Linked DNA regions of Sus scrofa: regions 1, 2 and 4 are each linked to region 3. A link is a contact called in public Hi-C and promoter capture Hi-C data. All regions are on one chromosome and are shown on one strand. The core of a region is the stretch at or near the end of the contact, and the rest is flanking DNA. Distances in the headings are between cores, read along the strand shown.

Evidence for each region. Promoter capture Hi-C pulls out the DNA fragments that hold promoters and counts their contacts. A called contact is a pair of places that touch in the nucleus more often than the background predicts.
Region 1: a Hi-C map of liver shows a contact between it and region 3, with 4 times the contacts expected there. The contact joins the promoter of FMNL3 here to the promoter of KCNH3 in region 3. A contact is called at or near these places in 2 of 47 Hi-C or Micro-C datasets (embryonic fibroblasts and liver).
Region 2: a contact with region 3 is called in a Hi-C map of epiblast stem cells, with 1.9 times the contacts expected there. The contact joins the promoter of C1QL4 here to the promoter of KCNH3 in region 3. A contact is called at or near these places in 3 of 5 promoter capture datasets (fetal skeletal muscle, liver and skeletal muscle) and 2 of 47 Hi-C or Micro-C datasets (epiblast stem cells and fibroblasts).
Region 4: a promoter capture Hi-C map of fetal skeletal muscle shows a contact between it and region 3, with 5 times the contacts expected there. The contact joins the promoter of SPATS2 here to the promoter of KCNH3 in region 3. A contact is called at or near these places in 2 of 5 promoter capture datasets (fetal skeletal muscle and liver) and 1 of 2 datasets of contacts at active chromatin or transcription factors (alveolar macrophages).

Annotation. Positions count from the first base shown.
Region 1 is chr5:15,644,182-15,647,497 of Sscrofa11.1, forward strand. It overlaps FMNL3 (formin-like protein 3), which reads right to left and starts at 1,868. Exons shown (of 25, transcript XM_021091615.1): 1 at 1,494-1,868. The coding sequence starts at 1,619.
Region 2 is chr5:15,310,441-15,313,651 of Sscrofa11.1, forward strand. It overlaps C1QL4 (complement C1q-like protein 4), which reads right to left and starts at 1,294. Exons shown (of 2, transcript XM_003126109.4): 1 at 740-1,294. The coding sequence starts at 1,276.
Region 3 is chr5:15,493,026-15,496,375 of Sscrofa11.1, forward strand. It overlaps KCNH3 (potassium voltage-gated channel subfamily H member 3), which reads left to right and starts at 1,624. Exons shown (of 15, transcript XM_003481575.4): 1 at 1,624-2,301. The coding sequence starts at 2,226.
Region 4 is chr5:15,345,955-15,349,160 of Sscrofa11.1, forward strand. SPATS2 (spermatogenesis-associated serine-rich protein 2) reads left to right here and starts at 1,668. Exons shown (of 13, transcript XM_021091602.1): 1 at 1,668-1,978.

The DNA of each region.
Region 1 (3,316 bases), core at 618-3,117, 150 kb after region 3:
AGCTCTTGTTCTCAAAGGCACCAAGTCCAAGGCTCTCCTCCTCAGCCTCTGAGATGGCCACGGCATATTAGTAATCACTGACTCACCCCATCCCTCTGAGGAGGCTGGGGGAAATGCAGAGGGCCACAGGATGTGTGGCCCAGATCCCTTTGGCCCTTCAGAGAGCTGATGGGCAGAGAGGTACCAGCTTCCCCTCGGAACCCATGTACCCCCCCTGATCTGGCTATGGTGCCAGTGGGCTGGTGTCAGACTCTGCACCATCAGAGTAGGCCAGGATCCCTAGACAGCTTCACTGATGCCAACAGATCTAATCATTCCAAAGCAGATGAAATCCAATAAGGCTGCTAAGTCCACAACTTATTCCTCCTTACAGGCAAAGGCAAAGTCGGCCCTTCAGGCCATAGTAACAATTACTGCAGTACTAACACTGCCTCTTAGAGAGTTCTTTGAGGAACTGGAAACCCTTTCCCCAAGTTTCTCTAAGATTTACCTCTGTTAGTAAATGTTCCATCTCCTAGTTCACTTTCTTTCTCCAAAACTTCATTTTTAGCTCCAACAGATTCTCTGGCTCCATCTCAGTGATACCAGCTCAGATCCTCTCTGTCCACAGAGCCACTGACATCAATGTCCAATTCCCACACCAAAGAATCCCAAAGTCAGCTCTAAAAACTCATCCATACAGATCACTTAGGAACCTACAGAAAGACTAAAAAAAGTACAGCCCCAAAAACCAAACCCAGTCGCTAGGGCTTAACATAAAAAGTGGGGAGGCGGGGGAGGCAGGATGGTTCGTGTATTGTTTCAATTGGAAAAATACACTAGTGAAATGGCTTATCCACATGTTCAGGCCTTTTAGGCAAACCCACTGTAACTTTGCAGGATGCCTGCAGGCCGTTCTGAAAATAAGAGGAATGGCAGCACTCTTTATTCCACCCTCTTCAAGAGCTGCCAGCTCCCCTCCATTCCCTACCCACCCCCCTCTCCCCCAAACATCTGGTCCCGGCTGGGAGTAGGACCCACTCCCTGGAAAGTCTCCATGTTAACATCAGAGGTGGTCTCCCCAGTCAGAGAACGCAGACTTAGGCTGAGGAGTGGGCCGGCCCTGCGCTTCTGAATTCCCCCCGCACCAGCCAGAGGCTTAGGAGTGAGAATTCTAAGGACCTGGGGAGACTGTCAGGGAAGTGGGGCGGGGGGGGGGGGGAGCGAGAAGGGCGGCAGAAGGGGGAGGGGCGAGGAAGAAGTCTGGGTCCCGGGGCGGTCCCGGGCTGGGGACCCCTCCTCTTAAGCGTCCAGCGGTTGAGGCGGTCGGTCGGGAGGTCCCTGATGGGGCTGCTCAGAGGTTCCCGGGAAGGCGCTGGGGGCCGAGGTCTGTCCAAGGCCCTGACTGAAGAGGTGGACCGGACCAAGGGACTCGGGCAAAGTCCCACCTGAGGCGCTGGGACCTGGGGGGGGGGGGGCGGTAGGAGGGGGAAGGGACTAGGCTCGGCTCTTACCAGCACCAAGGCGAACCTCTCCTCCAGCTCACAGGGCTCAGGCATCGGCATCTTGCCGGTCGGCGGCAGCAGCGAGACAGAGGGCGGCTCGCCCGGGCTCCCCTCGGTGCTCTCCAGGTTGCCCATCGCTGCGGGGCCCCCTCGGGGGCCTCAGCCCCCCACCTCCAAGCCCGGGGGTCTTGGGCTGGGCCTGTCGGACTCGGCTCCTCCCTCAGGGCCGGCTACCCTAGTCCCGACTCCTCGGCCGGGTCGGGGGCTGAGGGGCTCCTTAGGGTCCGGCAAGACCCGGAGCGGACAGCGGCACCGAAGCGACCGGCTCCAGCTAAAACCCGCCGCCTCGCCGCTCTCAGCGCGCCGCCCCGGCGCTGCCCCTCCCCGCCCCCCGCGCTCTTTCCCTTCCCCCCCTACTTCGCTTCCTCCCACCCACTCCCGGCCGGGACTCCGGCTTCCCCCCGAGCGCCGACTGCAGCCGCGCGCCCCATTCATGCAGGCCCCGCCTCTCGCCCACGGGCCTCCCGGGCAGCCCGCCTCGCCCCGCCCCCTCCTGAGTCCGATTGACGGCCTCAACTGCCAATCACAGTGCCTCCAGCACCGCGGTGGCCTCGCGCCTGGCGCTTGGCGCGCCCTGGCGGCCCTGGTGCGTATCTAATCATCGCAGTTGCTGAGGGCGTGAGGTGTTGGGTTGGTCCCTGGGAAACGGCCCTTTACCATAATAGCTCATAATATATACAAATAAATAAGATACAGGGCACCGAGTGAACAGATAACTGCAAGAGAAGTAGAAACGTCTAGGATACTCAGAAGTGGGAGAGAGACCACACCTGTTAGAGTCACGGTAAGAGGGAGAATTTGAATCGGGCATTTAGGAATGGGGACTACCTTAACTGCCTGAGACAGGTGAAAAGGATTTAGGAGAGGACCTTACCGACGTTCAAACGTTGATCTGCTTGAATGTGAAAATGGTGAGGCAGGAGAAGGATGCTGCTCTGGGCTAGGTCTATTGGGAGGGTCGTCATTTATGATGTGATGGCCTTCTGTTGTTTCTGCCACCCTGCATACCTCTTCCTCAAGCGATAACATCCCGTCTCCTTTTAGGGAACTACGTTCGCCTGTCCTCAGTCCATGTAGAGCTGAACTTCACCTCCATTCCAGGAGGTCCCATGACCCAGGCCTGGCGAATCAAAGCATTTTCTTCCTCTACCTTTGGAGACTGTTTTAGGAATTGACAGTTGACTTAAGCCAGAATATAAAACTCATTTCTAAGGCTTTCACTGGAATAATCAAGAAAGAGACATTCTCTTGGAGTTCCCATCGTGACTCAGTGGAAACAAATCTGGCTAGCATCCATGAGGACGCAGGTTCGATCCTTGGACTTGCCCTGTAGATTAAGGATCTGGTGTTGCCTTGAGCTGTGGTATAGGTTGAAGAGGTGGTTCAGATCTGGCGTTGCTGTGGCTGTTGTTTAGGCCAGCAGCTGTAGCTCTGATTCAATCTCTAGCCTGGGAACCTCGATGTGCCTCAGGTGTGGCCCTAAAAAGACTTAAAAAAAAAAAAGAGGCAATCTCTTCCCATACCATCACCCATAACACTTCAAGCTTGCTTGAGAATGAAGCCAATGCAGAGGAAAGCAAATGCTAAGGAGTTCCCTTGTGATGCAGTGGATTAAGGATCTGGCACTGTCACTGCAGTGACTGGGGTCATTGTTATGGTGCAGGTTCAGTCCCTGGCCCAGGAACTTCCACATGCTGCAAGTGTGGTCAAAAGGAAAACAGAACAACACCATACCAAGAACCTGAATCCAATTATGCCTGAAGTTATCACCT
Region 2 (3,211 bases), core at 44-2,543, 180 kb before region 3:
CTCTCAAGCTAAAGCAGCAGCGACCCCGACTCTGGCCACAGAGGCAGGAACCAGGCCCGGGTCCAAAGCTTCTGCTTTATCTGTGTGTTTCCTCTTTCCTTCTCCCAAATTCGTTCCCACAAGCCACCTGGGTGGCCCCTGAGCTGCCACATTTCCCATCTCTGCCCACTGACTCAGTCTTAGCTGAGGGTAAGGCCCACTCTAGAATTAGCCGCAGGCCCTGGGACTAGCAACAGAGTTGCCCGAAAAATGAGCGCGTGTTTCCTTCCTTTTTTACCTTATCCTCGAAAATCCAAGCTTAATCTCCCCACAAGGGAACAGCTACCAACGGCCCACTGCCTGAAACCCGGATTCCACGCTAATTCGAAGGAGCCAGAACCCAAAGGCCAGGAGGGTTGTCCAAGACAGCAAGAAAAAGAGGCTAATTGGCAGGATGAGATACCAAAGAGGTTTGGTGCATAGCTGCCTAAGGTGGAAGCGTGAGGTAGCAACTGCAGATACAGTAAGCTCTGAGTTTGAATTCTGACACCATTCCTAAAGTCCCACGAGCCTCTGGGCAGGTCATTTTCCTTTCTTCCGCCCCTAATTCTTTTTTGACTAAAGGAAGTGGTTTCTAAGTTCTTGGCCACCTGGCTTTCTTGCTGGTAGTGACGCTGATTAGGGGAGAGGCCCGGTAGTGTAAGGAACGCGGGGAGATTTAGAAAGCCACCCAGTCTGGGGCTGGGGAGAGGCATCTCACCTGTCCATTCTTCATCAGGTCGGCCCACATGCTGGTGCCGTCACCGCCACGCATGAGCACATGGTAAGCGAAGAAGTAGACACCCGGCATGGGGCAGGTGAACTTGCCACTGGCCGCCTCATAAGCGTTGCCCACGTTGGTCACTACGTCGTCGAATCGCAGCACCTCATAACCCTCGTGGGGTCGCCGAAGGCCCGCATAGAAGGCTATTCGAGGCACATAGCCCGCAGGGGGCGCCACCCCGCCGGGGCCTGGGCCGGGAGGGCCCGGGGGACCCGGCCTGCCCGGCTCTCCTGGAGGTCCTCTGGGACCTGGTGGTCCCGGGGGCCCTCGCAGACCTGCCTTCCCGCGCCGGCCCATCTCCCCCTTGGCGCCCGGAGGGAAGGGGGGCACGGAGGCGGGCGCGCCGTCGGGTCCTGGACCTCGCTGCCCATGCGGGTCGCACACCATGCGGCAGCGACCCAGCATCTCGTAGTGCGCTGGCCCGCGGGAGCTGTGCACTAGCAGCGGAATGGCCACCAGCAGCAGCAGCACCATGGCCACCCCGACGGCCGCGCCCGCCACCCGCTTGCGGCGGCTCAGCCGCGACGCGGCCAGGGCCAGCAGATCCTCCTCACTCTTGGGCGCAATGGCGGCGGAGGCCCGGGGCTCTCCGCGGGCCCCGGAGGCGGTGGCCGGGCTCGGGCCTGGATCGGGAGCCCCCCGACGGCTGCGCCCGGCCCCCCCGCCCCGGCGGGCTCCCGCTTCAGCGGTGCTGTTTCCCAAACCTTCCGTCAAGGCGGAGGTTCCCCCGTGGGTTGGGCCAGGGGCAGCTCGCGACGGTTCAGAGTCCGTGGTCCTCTGTTACCCTCTCGGTCTAATGGTCCTGGGCGCCTGCAATCCGCGGCTCCTCGGACGGCTGGTTTCTTACAGATCTGGGATGCCTGCTCTCCGGACAGCTGCTTTCTCAAGGATGGCGGCGCCTAGGTTCTCGGCTACCCAGACGGATCGCTCCCGGCCGGAGCTCGGACTACTCTCGGCTCTCTGGACGTCCCGGGCTCTGCGGTGCGGGTGGCGCTCACCGGACGCGACCTCCTCGTAGGTTGGCGCTCTGGCTCTCGGCGAGCCCTGACCCACCTTTCTACCCCAGCCGCGGCCCCAGCCCCTGCTGGAGCCCTGGCCCCGCGTCTCTCTCCGGTTAGCACTCTCCCTCTCCGCGTCCCTAACCTTCCTCCCCTCCCTCCCGGGGCGGCAGTGCGGGTGGTGTGAGCCGCCGCGCGGCGGGAGCCGCTATAAGCGGCCGGGGGGCGGAGCGACCCCTGGCGTCCAGAGCGGGAAGCGCGGAGGCGGGGCAGGCAGCGGCCTCCACCCGCGTCCCCCCAGCCTCTCGGTTCCTGCCCGGCTCTAAGCCAATTTTGCTCGGATTCACTGCGCCCACCCTATCTTTACTTTCACCCTCTACCCTGAGTTTCTCAGAGCCCGGAGGAGGCCAGAAAACAGCAATGGGATAAAAAGGGGTTGAGACACACACATACACGCACACAGCAGAGGTGGAGGCCAGAGTGAAAAAGCGCCCTCCCTACCCCATCCCCAAAAGAAAAAAAAAAAAATCCCACAAACAAAAAAGGCTAGGAAAAAACCCAGAAATTTGCCACCGCACGCCCCTCACTGCCCATGACTGAATAACATATGGTAAAGGGTTCAACGGGTTGGTGTCGGTCTGAACTGGAAAAGGAACATCTCCAGGGACCCCTATGCTCGGGCCCCCAATGTTGGGGGGCGGGGGGCGCGGAGCAATCGAGAGAGCGAGGGAACAGAGAGAACGAGAAAATAGACCAGCCTCGGGGAGCGAGCAGGAAACTGACAGGAGAGCAGAGAAGGAGCTACAGAGAAATCAAAGAGACAGAAAGCCACATAGAGACACAGAGACAGAGACAAAGCTTGGAAAAGAGACTAACTGACAGCCCCAGAGGGGGAGAGGGAGAGACAGAGATGGAGAGAGAGAGACGGGAGACAAGACAGGTTGACAGATCGAGAGAGAAATGTAAATGGCGCGCTGCAGAGAGACACCCAGGTCCGTGTTCGGACTCCAATGTGACATATCAACTGTGGGGAAGACGTGGAGGCGGGGCGCTTCTGGGAGCCGAGTGGCAGGCTCTGGGCCTGTGCATTGTGACAGTGTGCTGGCAAGTGTGGACGTGTCCATGGGACCTGGCCTTGTGTGTCCCTGGGTGAGTGGGATTGTGGATTGTGTGTTGTCTTTGTGTGTGTTCGTGTGAGGGCTGTTTTACATTTGTCTTCCTCTTTAGTCCTTACATATGGGGCCCCACGAGTGTCATCTCTCCTAGCCCAGGACTGAAGAGTAGAGAGTTTACTGGGGAGAAAGAGTCAGAAAGCAGCCCTGGTCCCAGCCCTTGTCCAGCCCCAGGATCTCTGCCCCTTCCCCCTTCCTCAAAAGTCTGTAGTCAGATGGAAACCCAGAGAAGTTGGACC
Region 3 (3,350 bases), core at 374-2,873:
ATCTACTCTGCAGGATACACGGGGCTCCTATAAGATTCAAAATCATAATATTTACATGTTGCAAATGTCACACCCTGTTCTGGATCCTTTAATCTTTTAATCTTCCTGACAGTCCTCTGCTGTAGTTATTACTGTTCCCATTTCACAGAGGGGAAAATTAAGTCCGCAGGAAAAATCACAACAGCAAGTGACAGAACTATATTCAAACCTCGGTAAGTAGCCTGGTTCTCAAGCTGGCTGCTTTCAACCAAAGCCTCATCCTGTCTCTCAAGGCGGGCTGATTCCTAAACCACAGGCACCCTCTCCTTAGCAGTAGGCTTGAACGTCGCCTGGAGGGGCATTGACGAGCCCTAGTGGGAGGGGTTTACTGTGCAGCCCGAATCTCGTGGGGGGTGAGGGGGCAGGAGCTAAGAGCCAGATCTGCGGACTCCTTAGGGTCTCCTTGGCGGGATTCCAGAATTCAGAAGACTGGGGGAGGGGGACGCTCTCTCCCTCCCCTCCGCCAGCACCAGCTCATTTTAATACGGGTGCCTGGGGCTTTGGCCCTCGCCGCAGATGAGGGGTGGGTGGAGCGGGGGACCCTCCTTTCTTTCCGATGCTGATGACTGTGGATGTGTCTCCTAGAGGGGTGGGGGTGCTGAGCCTCCCGCCTCACTCGTTCGGGAACAAATTGCTGTTTTGGCCCCGGCGGTTCCTTTGGGCGCGGGCGGTAGCCGCGCTCGCTGGCAAACCGTGGGAGGGAGGAGGAGCGGCACTGGCAGCGAGAGGCTGGAGGAACCGACGCGGCGCGGGAGACCAGCGAGAGACTGCCGCCCCGGGCCCGGCTCCGCGCCGCCTGCCGGGCCCTCCTCCCTCCTCCCTCGCTAGAGGGGGAGGGTCCCTGCAGGCTCCGCTGCGCAAAGCCCAGTTCTCTAGGATTGAAGGGGCCGGGGCAACGGAGACTCGGTCCTTTCACTCCCCGCTCGCAAGAACCCACTAGCACCAGGTTAGGAAGTTTCCTGCAGCGTCCGACATCTACAGTCCCCTGTATTTGCAAGCTGACCTTTCAGCGCAGCCTGGGAGCGGCACAGCTTGACAAAGAGAAGCACAAGGCCGAGACAAAGGATCTGGGGCGACCCCCTCCTCACACACACCTCTTTACCACCCCTACCTCCCGGGCACACAAGAGAGCGTCTAAACCCTATTTCCAAGACTACCCGCCCTCCAATTTCCGGACAGCCTCAGCCTGCCGCAGCAACACCTAGCAATGGATCAATCCATTTTCCGGAGGGTCAAGTTGAGGCTAAGAAAGGCTTGGATGCCTAGAAGCTGGGTTTAGACCCCTTCCCCCAAAACTCCTTTTAGACTTCCCCTGGCCCAACCTCCACCAACCACCGGCCTTCACCACCTCCGCCTGCTGGCCCAGCCCCCTTTCCCATTACATTTTTTCCTAGGGGAAAGCTTCTTCTAAAACCAGCAGCCCCTGCTCAACCCCCGCCTGAGCTCCCCTCAGGTCCCTCTGGGGGAGGAGAGGCTGCCAGGCTCTCTGAGAACCCCCATGCTGCAGAGAAAGACGCCTCGCCCCTGCGGCTGAGTCAGCCCGAACGGGACCAGGCGCTCGCCCAGCGTTCTCAGAGGGGCGGGCGGGGCCGCTCGGGGCGGCCCGGGCGGCCCGAGTGGCCGGGGTAGGAAGGGAGGGCACTGCCTCTCCGCCCCCTTCCCCAGGTCCCGAGGGGAGGGGAATCCCTCGGCGGGAGGCCTGTCCCTTTAAGGAGGCGGCCCTGCCTGGGTGTGCCCTGTCTCCATGGTTACTCCGGTGCAGGCGGCGGGCGCCGGAGGGAGGGAGGGAGGCTGCCGCTTCTCCCCGACAGACGGAGGGAGCTGCGGGGATCCGGTGCTGAGCGAAACCCGAGCAGTAACCGGCCCGCAGTCGAAACGGGAGCCGCTGTCACCGTCGCCGAGAGCTGAAGGTGCCGAGAGCACAGCGGGCGCCGAGCGGGGAGTCCGGGATTCGTGGGCGGCCAGGGCGCAAGGAGCCGCGCGCCATGCTCCCGGCCTCGACGGCGGGGACGCCCCCTCGCTCGCAGGCGGCTGGAGGGACCTGCGAGCCCCGGGTAGGCACTGCGCCCCGACGGCTGCGCTAGGGGGCGCGGGGCCCGGCGGGGGGCGGCCGAGCTGGACGCCCTCCCCCGGCGCTGAGCCCCCGCGCCCCGGAGGGATGGGGCGGGCGGCTACCGCCGCCTAAGATGCCGGCCATGCGGGGACTCCTGGCGCCTCAGAACACTTTCCTGGACACCATCGCCACGCGCTTCGACGGCACGCGTGAGTTTGACCCTCGCCGCCCTGGCTCCCGGACCAGTTGACCCGGCCAGGGTTCCCGCCAGTCCTGCAACCCCACTTGGACATAGCCTGGCGCCCTTCTGCTCTCGCTCTCCCTTCCCTGAGCCCCACTTTAAGCTGGGACCACTGTGTCCTTCCAAAGGCCGTTTCCGAAAGATTCAGAGTCAACCTGACCCCAGGCCGAGCATGCCGTCTGTTCGTGGAGACGCGAACCCCGACCTAGTCATTATAGCCCGTCCCATCCCCAGGGATAGCCTGGCTCTATCCCACGGACTATCTTTGAACTGGCAGGTTGGGGAGTGAGACCAGGAAGCGGTGCTCAGGGACAGCCCAGAGGCTCAAAGAACCGATTTAGAAAAGAGGTTTGCAAACTGAGATTGGGAGTCAGCAGGACTCAGGTGAGCACTGTTAGTCCAAGCTCACCTCACCATGGTAAACTCACAGCCTCAACCCACGAAGCCCATTTCACCCCAAAAAGATAGGTTTGGAGACTCCCACCAACTGGGGAAGTTTGGAGAAGAACAGAGCTTCTGGATCTTGGGGCTCTGAGCACCGGGAAAGTCGTGAAACCCCCTTCCTCATCCTACTCCCTGACTCTCAAACCTGGTGGGGAGTCTGAGCTCTCTGCTTAGCGTCCTTCACCTTTCTGCTTCCTGATAGGGGGCGGGAGCCCATCCCTGAGCGCCCCCCGCCTTCCCCAGGCTTCTCCATCTGCTTTGCCTGTGCTTGGCTCCTGCAGCCTGCTGATTCAGCGCCCCCCACTCCTCAATACATTTCTGGCTCCAGGCCGCCAGAGCTCAGCTACCATTCTTACACCCCCATTGTGGATCACACTCACTAATTTCCTGAGCCAGGTCAGGCGGCTGGGGCTCAGAGTGCAGAATAGATAGATGGTAGTAGCCTGGATTGCCTCTCTGTCCAGGTGTATCTCAGGGGGAGGAGCCAGACAGCCAACCTGGGTACCTGGCTGGTGAGTGAACCTGGCAGAGGCTGGGCTGGGGCTGAGGCTGGCCAAGTGCACCTGCCGTCCT
Region 4 (3,206 bases), core at 418-2,917, 150 kb before region 3:
TCACATGATATAGTTAATTATTTAATAGCTTTATCCTCCATTACAACTGGATACCCTCCTTGAGGATAATGATCTAGTTTTATTCTGTTAAGTGACCCACATCTAGAACAATGCCCACTGCTCATTGGGTGATCAATTTATCTAATGAAAAGAGAACAGTTTTACTTCTATTTGAGTCTTTGAAAGATTCAGTAGTAAGCAGCACATGGTATACTGCCCTAACTAGTGGGATGACCTACCTAGTCCTTTTTCTTTAGATCTGTAAATGATATGGGTGGATTAGGTTAGGCATTATTTAACTAGGGGCCAGTGGGCTCCAGAGGATTTTTGATCCTTCACTCCTTGCAAAGTTAAAAACCAAAGGACCTGATGACTTGGCAGAGATTACACTATTCCATTACTTGTCCTGAAACTGTAATAACAAATCTGTGAAAACCAAAACTACACTGTTTCTGTGGTGCCTATATACGCTCATATACACTCTGGCTTGTCATTGGTGCCTGTCCAGAGCCCCTTTTGCTTTGGTCTCAAAAGTTAAGAACACGGGGACAGATTCTTAATCACATTTTCAAGGTTGATTGCCTAAATACCCGACCTTTAAGCCACTCCTAATCATCAACCCCTTTGGCAATGCGGTGAGTGCTTCACACGTGAACACTGTCTAGAAAGGTGCACAATTAGAAATGGTTCTGGCCTTGGGGTGCTTGGGAAACTAACCACGAAGACAGAAGAATATTTAACATAAAGATTCGACCGTCAGTGTAACTGACCACAGCCGCCTAAAGGGATGCAGACAACTCAGTAGACTAGAAATCCAACGAGGAAATGGACTTGGGCAGTTGTGTCCGGGGTCATGGCAGAGGTCCCTCAGTTTGCTCCCGAAGTTATCCTCTGCCCAGCTGGGGAGGTGCACTGCTCCCCACCAACTCCTTACCAGCCTGTATGGATTCCCAGGAGGCTGAGTGGCTACGGAATCAGGACATTTCCCGTAGTCAGTGGTTCTGAAATGGCCTTTTGGAGTAAATCTTGGGTCGGGACAGAGGCAAAAGTGAAAGTGGTGTTAAGCTGTTGGGGCAGAGTCGTGGCACGGGAAGCGGGAGAAGCCTGGGAGACCAAGTCCCCGCCTGGACCTAGAGAGAAAAGCCCCTCTCGAGGTTCCCTTCGAGGCGGCCGCCTTCGGCAACCTCCGGGGAGTTTCGGCTCTTTCCGGCAGTTCCAGCTCAGGCCCTCTACTACCAGCACGCGCTGTGCCCCCCACCCCACTCCGCCCGGCTCTTTCGGGGCACGGGCCATTCTGCACGAGGGCACGATCTCTTGCCCCACCCGTCCTCACGTCCATCTACTTTGTTCCCTACCTATTCCTCCTATCCCTTCCCTTCCTCGTTCTTCCCAATCCCCGGACATCCGAGCTCCCTCAACTCGGGTGCCCGGCCCGGCGGGCAGTGCGAAGCGCGAGGGACCGGTCCACGAGAGGAGCGGTAACCCGACGGACTGGAGGCGCCTCTCTCCGCGAGCTTCCCCGCGCGCAGCTCCTCGGCTGGCCGGCCGCCTCACGCCTCCCTCGCGCACCGGTTGGCTGCAACGGCCTCGAGCTCGGCGCGCCGAGTTCGCGCCGGCGCGAGCACGCGCCCTGTGCGCTGGCTGGCCGGCGCGCACGCGCCCGAGCGGGCTGCGGGGCGGGGCGAAGAGCTCGAGCCCCGGCGAGGTCGGTGTAGATCCGCTGGCACTTCGGCCCCCAGCCGCCGCTGCGATTCCCAGCCCGCCACCCGGCTGAGGAGGGTAGCGAGGAAAGGGGCGGAGGGGCGGGGCGGCGCCCGGCTCCGAGAGAGCTGGGGGAGGAGCGCGGCGGCGACGGAGGTGGCTCTAGAAGAGCCGGAGGAGGCGGCGGAGGAGCTCCTTTCCTCTTCTCAGACCCCGGAGCGTCCCGGACGCAGAGCCGGAACTGGGGGGACGCGGAGACTGCGGAGGCCCGGGGTAGGTGAGGCTGAGGGTGCTGGGCGGAGGGTTGGTGGGGGATGAAGAGGGGCACAGAGGTGTAAAGAGCGGGCTTGAGGGAGGGCACGGGGGAGGGGGCAGTAGTTGGGGGTTGGGGTACCGAGAGGAGGGGGATGTGAGTCCTTGGGACCTGGAGTGCCCAGATGGTGAAAGGTTTCTGGGGTCAGTGGGGCGGGCGGAAGACACCGGGTCCGAATTGGGGGGTTTCCAGAAGCATAGGCCGGGGAAACAATGGAGTGAGGGGGGGACTCTTGGTGTGAGCTTGTGTGGGGCACTGGATTTTAAGAGACGAGAGATCGAAAGGCATGAAAGAATGGATCGTTTGGTATGAGAAGTACAATGAATTGAGAATTCATCGGGGATGCGTAAGGTCAGCTGTGTGGCTATCGGAGGTTCTTAGGATTTGGAGGCAAAGTAGGATTTAAAAATAAGAGATAGAAGGGCATTCTTGGAATTGAGGAGGGGCGGGAAACGGAACGGAAAATAAAGCAAAGAGGGGCAGAGAAAGAAAATAAATGCGGTTTGGATTTGAATTAAAGCGGAAGGGTAAATCCAGTTAGAGAGTATAGGGTAGGTGGACTGGAGTGGCATTTTTCTCCTAATTCATCCAGGATGACTGGCTTCTTTTAGAAGATGGATCTTTCTCTGGCATGTCCCTCTGCCAAGGAGTACAAGACACTCTTAATAATATGGTTATCCTGTGTAGTCCATTTATTTCATTGATAAAACATGCTTGTAATATTTCTTTCCCCTCTGTATAATTTACCTGTGGTTAATGAAGCAAGAGAGGACAGACCACTAAAAATAGGAATTGTGCTTTGAGTTTAGTTATTGATAATGCAGAGTTTAGGATGTTTGGGAGAGAACCACAAGTTTGTTTTTATTTAGCCTTGATAAAATCTAAGTTACTTGTACTTTGTTAGAATTACAGTTTCTCGATGAGAAATGGTCACGTACCACCTGCCACTGGTTTTATGCTTGTGAGAGCATTTGGGTTCTGCCTCAAGAAATTCTTGATGCCGATTTCAAATTATCAGGCTGCCTTGTACCTTCCAGTTTGAATTAAGGTGATTTGAAAATATTGTGGGGAAGTATTTCTGGGGTTATGATCTGTACATTTCCTTGATATGTGGATTTCCAGACCAGATTTTGAATGGTACTAGATATGACTCCTGATTTTGAAATTGTAGTTACCATTATGTGTTCATAAA